Regions from separate parts of the Gossypium hirsutum genome. Here region 1 is linked to region 2. Evidence: chromatin contacts called from public Hi-C data. All regions are on one chromosome and are shown on one strand. Each heading gives the region's core, a stretch centred on a gene start, on an enhancer-like site or on the middle of the called end of the contact. The rest is flanking DNA. Distances are from core to core; before and after follow the strand shown.

Region 1 (3,719 bases), core at 646-3,145, 170 kb before region 2:
TATATTCTATTTTATTTTCTTTCTAAAGTAAAATGATTGCAAATTATTAGGTAACATGTACCACTCTAATGTAAAACTTGACATTTGACAAACAAAAATTGTTGTTTTAGTACAACAAACTACATTTTATCCAATAAGTAAGTTTGTTTTAATATATATATATATATATATATATATTACCTTCTTTCATTTGAAAGTCTACTTTATTTTTTTGAAATATATTATTTTATGTTATTGTTGGTATATATTTTATAAATAGATTTAAATGAAATTCTTTTCTAAATTAAATAAATTTGAATCAAACTAACCTGAACTATCAAAATTCCACCAACAAGTTTGTTTGTTTTTTCCTCCTCAGGTTTGCTATTTAAAAAGTAGTATATATTTGGTCAATTAATCTTAGCAATTTATATATGTATTTACATTAGAGGTGCTCATGGCCGGGTGGCCCGGCCCGGCCCGACGGCCTGCCCGAAATATGGGAGGGTTTGAGTAAAAATATAGGCCCGAAATATAGGCTTGGGAAAAAAACGATGCCCGTTTAGAAAACGGGCCTGGCCTCGGGCACCACTTTTTTGGCCCGGGCCCGGCTTGACCCGGCCCGATATAATACATATATTTATTTTTTAAAATTTTTAATTTTAAAATATTTTTAAAATACTTTTTTATTATTATTTTTTAATTTTAAAATATTTTTAAAATACTTTTTTTAATTTTTAAAATAAATTTTTGGTATTTATTAAAAAATGGGCCAGGCCTGGGCTTATGATTTTTTCTCGGGCCAGGCCTGGGAAAAATTTTAGGCCCATATTTCGAGCCGGGCCGAAATTTTTTATGGGCCCGGCCCATGAGCACCTCTAATTTACATTATATCTGGACCTGATCATAGTTTCACTCAAAATATAAAAGGGTTTGAGTAAAAATATAGATTCAAAAAATGATTTTGAATAAAAAATGAGGCATGTTTTTCAAACGGATTGAGCATCGGGTATGTTTTTTGGGCTCGGCCCAAATCGAATTTGCAAAAAAGAAAAAATCTTGTTGCTTTTTACTATTGTTTTCGTTGTTTTATCACTGTTTTGGTGTCGTTTCGTAATTTTATTGTTAATATTTTATTATTATTGTTTAAATATTGTATAATTCTTGTTTTATTGTTAATTTTGTTACCATTTTAGAGATATTTGCTTGCTAAGTTGTACCTATCTTAGTGTTATTTAATTGTCAATAATTTTTTAAATTTATTTTTAATTTGTTGGGAACAATTTATTTTAATGTTTTTAGTGATTTGATGCATTATATTTTTAATTTGTTTTTATATAAAAATAATAATATAAAAAAAGTTTTAATATGGGCTGGTTGAGTCGGACCGAACTTGAGTTTTAGCATTTTTATCATGATTGAAATTAAATAAAAATTTAAACCCATTTTCCAGTCCGAGCCCGAGCCTAAAATTTTATTTAGACCCGATCGGAGCCATGATGACCTCTAATTATATCCAATATAACTTTTTGTAAATGTTTAAAATATTATATTTTATAATATAATAATATTCATATTATATAAAATCTTATATATTTAAAGTGATCTATTTTTGCTCTAAAGGTTTACACAAAACAATAATGCAAAATTGACAAGAGAAGTTTGGAATTGAAATGTAGGGGCAGTGAAAGCAATTGAAAAGAACAAAGTAGGCCGACGGAGAGAGGGGCAAAAAGGGAAAAAAGAAGAGAAAATGGCGGGGTGAGAAAATAAAGAGAGAGAGAGGGGTAAATATGAAAAGAGAATGGGCAGAAGACTGAAAGTCATAATCAGAAAGACCCAGATTGTCTCCTCAGAAGTGGATCTTCGCACGTTATCAATGTTTGCCGACTCTTCAACCGTTGATTAATAAAATAACATTATCTTTCTTTTTTGTATCATTTAGGTGAATAGCTTACAAATATACGTAGAAGTATATTTTAATAAGTACAAAATGAAAAATTGTGATGAATTAATCCTGATATTAAGTTTGTGGTTGGAATATGAATATCCTAATTAATCTAAAATTATGTTTTTATCATCACTAAACCGTTATCAGTGTAATACCAAGCTAATAAACCATCATTTTAAATGAAATTGCACGTATAATCTCTCGCTCGCTCTCTTTTTAAGCATTTTAATTAGTTATTTTCCTTCTCTTCTACCTTTTTTCACTCTTCTCTCTTTTTAAGCTGATATGCCTGTCTTTCATTCAAGTCATAATCAAATCAAATCTTTGATGCAAATATAGTTCTTTAGCGACCTTTCGGTAAGACAATCTTCCAAAGATGCTCGGTGCATCGGAATATTATTCATTGGGAAGAGGATCTACCATTAATTACTACACGCCTCAAGCTCTGCAACAACTGAGAAGATTCTACTCTGCAATTAAAAAGGAATCACCACGAGGTATGTGAACCTTCTTTGGCTTTCATTTTAATGCAAAATGAATTGGATATTTAACTGAAATGATGGTAGAATCCAACGCAAAATCAAGAAATGAGGTCCCCATTTAGGCCATGAACTTCCGTTTCTTCCACCTAGCATTCATTTCTCTTTTTCCCCTTCTCAAAGTTTAGCGTTTTAATTGGTGAGCTTCTCTAATCGCTTCTTGGTCTATCACTCCCGTATTTCTACATTTTCTCCTTTATTTTTTAGTCATTAAAAAACTCACAAGTCTTTCCTCGGCTGCACCCTCAACTCTGTCTTAGCCCCCGCGAGCCGAGGAGATCGCTGTTCCTTGGCTTGCTCCCTAGGACGCACTCGCTCTCGGCTTCCGCCTGGTTTGGCTCAGTTCAGCCGCCGAGGACTAGTGTTGGTAGATCTGCGTCGTTCCGGGCTCTGGCACCCTTCAGAATGAGTGTTCTTTTATTTTGATGTTGCGGAGGTAAACAAAATTCCAGAAAATTTACATCTTTGTTTCTTCACTTATTGGACTTTTAACAACCAGAAGCTGCTTCATTGTTTAAGTCCTTATTTGTTATTAATCAATTAAATTTTGATAATTGTTTTAAAATCAATATTCAAATACAAGTAATGGTTAGGGTTATGAAAGGGATAAGAGGGAAAAAGAGAGAAGAAAATAAATAACGGAAAAAGAAAAAAAAGAATTAAAATGCTTAAAAAGAAAAAGTCTAGGGACTAAATGTGAAATTTGACCTAAAATATTTGCTTGAAACTGTTAAAATTAAAGTTAAATTACCAAAACACAAATTAAACTAATTTACCAAAAGAATCATCCACTCAGATATGATGGTTAAGAGTAAATTAAACTTCTTCTATAGATCACAATAAAATTGGATTCAATATAGTAATCATTGACAGGTAAATGGAATATTGTGTAATTACCGTATATATTGGATTCATTCTGTATGGGGTTATATTGATCGGTATTTTTATTTTTTCGTAATTTTAAATAAAATAATTAAAAACCGCATATCCAAAAATTAAGCAAGTCCTTAATAAAATTTATTTATAAATTTTAAAAAATAGTTTTTTATAACAACAGTACAAATAATCTTGAATAAATTAGAGAGTAAAATTTAAAAAAGATAAAATAGTTACATCCAAGAAGGAAAGCATAAAACAACATATATATATTACCAAACTTGTTGGGTTTGGAATATGCATGACGATTAATACCAAGTTGTTAAATTCTTTGAATACTGAATCTTCTTTGGAAGCAAATTTATCTTATGAAA
Region 2 (3,890 bases), core at 276-2,775:
GGTTTGCACAAATGCAAACACAATCTCTAGTAAATGATGGAGTTCTGTTAATTCTTAATATACCTATGTGCTTCTGTTGCCAATGCACCCATTCTGCAGATTTCCTTGAGACGGGACGCCATGGACATTAAAGAAACCGACTATTATGAATCTTTGTACAGTGAAAGTCAGGCACAATTTAACACGTAAGTTACCATATAGCTCTTTAGCTTTTGATGGTTGAATTGATTGAGCACCTACCGTGCAACTCTTGGTTGACAAAGATATTTATTCTCAGAAATACTTGCATGCTGTTCAAATGAAAAGATTAAGAAATCCTAGTTAGCTAGGTATGGATTGTTAATATCTCCACTGACCACTTGGCATTGTCTACTGGTATCTCTTTCTCTTAGCAAGGTTTTGACATCCTAATTAGGATGTGTTAGCTTATTAATTTTAATGAGCTAGTAACGAGCTAGCTGGTTACTGGACCATTGTATTTTTGTTTAACATCATAGTGTACCTTATTTTTCATAGGCGTCTTTTGCTCTATGTTTGAATTCACTTGAATCTTCACTACTATGTTGTGGTACCGTCTATCCATCAAGGATATAGGCCATTCCCCATCACATCGAAATGGGGATTGTTCATATATTTATTAGTGATATGAAAAATCTAGTTCAAGCTACGCTCGATGTTTTCTTAGATACATGATCATTAAACCATGGTTTTTCCTTTTATGGTATTAAGCTTTATTCTTTTCTGTTTTTAATTTTCTGCTCTTCTTACAGATATGTTCAAGCAGGAACTGTAATGAACAATTATGCTCACATTTTTGACCTCCTCACACGCTTGCGGCAGGTGAGTATATCTTTATTTCTTCAATGGATGAAACATTCTTCTACCCTGTATTCTTTTATTCTTTTCCTATGTGGGTTAATGAAACAGTTAGGCATATCGAATAATTTATTCTTCTACTCTGTATTAATGATGGCCTACAAGATATAATATTGGATCTGATAGTCTTACAAAATGATATGATAGGGTTATACTCGTATAGGTTCAACCTCTTTCTAATTTGCTTACATATGCAAGCACATATTTTGGAATTTGGATTCGGTAGAGCATAAATATTTTTTAATTACTAAATCTCTTGATAATAAATGGCATATCCTTGAACCGATGGCTTTTTTGTTTTGTTTCAATTGATTATTGACTTATGCATGAATCCTATGTGTTTGTATTCCAAACTTCATAAGCTTTAATTCTAGTTGATATTGCCCTTTTTTTATGAATTTCAGTATGTGTAATTGTAGTCTGGATCAGAACTTTTTTTTTTTGTTATATATTTTATTATTTGTAGGTAATTTTCTAAAAGGTATTATTGAGTGAGGAAATATCCGTGAATTTTTGAAGATGATATGGTCACCCCTTCAAGGTGTGATACTACCAAAGGGATGATTATCACTTGGTGTCTGTTTGGCACAGTGGAAAGATGTGGGGATGCCTCTCACTGCCCTGGACCCCAGTGAATTGAATGGTGTCCAGGTGGAACTGGGAGGTGCTCCCCACCGCAACTACCCACTGTGCCATATGGGCACATTGATAATACCCAGACGTTGATCCTTTCACTATCATCCTTATCACCCATAGCAAATACATCCAGATTAGACCTTTATCTAAGAAAATGAAATACGGTATTTGAAATTTTTATGCTGATCTGTTAAACCGGTGTTTTTGTGCAAAATTCTAGGCTGTTGATCACCCTTACCTTGTAGTATATTCGAGTACTGCTGCACAAAGAGCTGGAAACATGGTAAATGGTGATAGGAATGATGATGAACAAGTTTGTGGCATTTGCAATGATCCTGCAGAAGATCCAGTGGTGGGCTACCCTTTCTGTTTGTTCTGTTTAGTATTTTCTTCCTTTAGTTCTTCCTGGCACTATAAGCATGTAAAGGTCAAAACAGTTACACTAATCCATCCTCCCGTGGTCATATTTGAGCAAATCTTAAGAATAAGATGTCATTAAAAAGATAAGAATAAAATAATCACTACAAATGTGCAACCGTGAAAGCATTTTGTTTGAATGTCCTGATTCTGATTGTTTCAGGTTACAGCATGTGCACATGTCTTCTGCAAAGCTTGTCTGATTGATTTTTCTGCCTCCCTGGGAAATGTCTCATGCCCCTCATGCTCAAGATTACTTACTGTTGATCTGACTACGAATGCAGATGGAGGGCAATCTAGCAAAACAACACTGAAGGGGTTTAAATCCTCAAGTATTCTGAACAGAATTCAATTAAATGATTTTCAGACGAGCACTAAAATAGAGGCTTTGGTATGACTTACTGGGATTCATTAATTGCTAAAAAGTTGCTAGACTATTTTGAGAGGATAACATTTGTACTATATACACAACCATGGTTTGCATTATGTCATTAATGGCTATTATATATCTCTCCTTTATCATTATTGACATGACTTTACTGGACAGTTTAGCAGAAACTTCTTATTAATGTGGTTAGAAATTTCATCTGATAGCCTGCTTGGAGTTCCCATTTGGCTTGTTCTTCATATAGTAAATTCTTATGTAAACCTCAATGACTAGCAGTGTCTTTATGTGTAAACTATGTTTCTATCAAAGTCGCAAAACTTGGTATTTTGAACTTCAATATTGTCACGTGTAATGCTGCAGTAATTTTGTGTCACCTTTTTAATTCACAGCAGTGCTATTCATAATAGAAATTAGCAGCAGCTGCATTTCTTTGTCAATATAAGTGGATGATAACAAAGATAAATGACAGAACGTTATTGACAGAATTAGTGTTATTACTTTCACTGTTGAGTGATGATTATTATGACCTGCGGCAAATTTGCCTCTATTGCATGGCATATTCATATTGTTCACTGTTTATCTCTTCATCCTCTCTGCTAACAGAGTTTTCATAATTTTAGAGGGAAGAAATCAGATTCATGGTGGAAAGAGATGGTTCTGCGAAAGGAATTGTTTTCAGCCAATTCACATCTTTCTTGGATCTCATAAAATACTCCCTTCATAAGGTTTCTAAAATGAGAAACGAAACAAATTTCTGTCATGGTTTCTTTGTGCAGATAAGAAAAGATGCTATCATAATAGATTGGCCTGTTTTGCAGTCCAGCATAAAATGTGTTCAACTAGTAGGGAGCATGTCCTTGGCTGCGAGAGATGCTGCAATCAAGAGTTTTACTGAGGATCCAGATTGCAAGATATTTCTCATGAGTTTGAAAGCTGGAGGTGTTGCCCTTAATCTCACAGTTGCATCACATGTAAGCAATATCTTATTGAATGCTTGTTTGGTTTAATCTCTGATATCTTTTGGGATCCATTTGCAAAAAAAGAATTTATGGCATTACTCTCTCTTACTGGGATTACAGTTTGTTTTTGCAATTAAACGTTTCCTTATCTAAAATGAATACAGTAGTGTTTAGGTTAAATTGGCTATTCCTTTGTGTACATTTCTTTTTCCTAAAGGCTTAAAATGGTAGACTTTGAACCTGATTAGGTTTTCTTGATGGACCCTTGGTGGAACCCAGCTGTGGAGCGCCAAGCACAAGATAGGATACACCGAATAGGGCAATGTAAACCAATAAGGTTGGGTTGTGATTGGAAGTTAATTTATAACAAAAATGTTGAGACTGGTTTGAGTTAATGAGACTAATGGCATCTTTTTTGGTGTGATGTTAGGATTGTGAGGTTTGTTATTGAGAACACAATAGAGGAGAGGATATTAAAGCTGCAAGAAAAGAAGGAATTAGTGTTTGAAGGGTAAGAGTTTATTAGTTTTTTGTTAATTTTGAAGGAGTAATTTGAATGTTTAATGTGTTGTGGTGTTGTGTAGGACGGTGGGTGGCTCCACAGAGGCTCTAGG

What was found. A called contact is a pair of places that touch in the nucleus more often than the background predicts.
Region 1: a Hi-C map of leaf shows a contact between it and region 2, with 2.0 times the contacts expected there. The contact joins the promoter of LOC107933377 here to the enhancer-like site in region 2. A contact is called at or near these places in 4 of 34 Hi-C or Micro-C datasets (hypocotyl and leaf).

What each region holds. Positions count from the first base shown.
Region 1 is chrD02:39,397,506-39,401,224 of Gossypium_hirsutum_v2.1, reverse strand. LOC107933377 (serine/threonine/tyrosine-protein kinase HT1) reads left to right here and starts at 1,895. Exons shown (of 4, transcript XM_016865578.2): 1 at 1,895-2,427.
Region 2 is chrD02:39,229,211-39,233,100 of Gossypium_hirsutum_v2.1, reverse strand. It overlaps LOC121214653 (DNA repair protein RAD16), which reads left to right. Exons shown (of 16, transcript XM_041088541.1): 8 at 100-185; 9 at 771-840; 10 at 1,733-1,864; 11 at 2,093-2,320; 12 at 2,938-3,042; 13 at 3,136-3,288; 14 at 3,525-3,613; 15 at 3,707-3,787; 16 at 3,861-3,890. Among protein-coding and RNA genes, the nearest start is that of LOC121214652, 3.7 kb to the right of the region's middle. Within about 2 kb of position 1,525, at least 1 of the 9 cell types and tissues checked has an H3K27ac peak or open chromatin away from gene starts, as enhancers often do. A contact at or near this core is called in leaf, where this site is marked.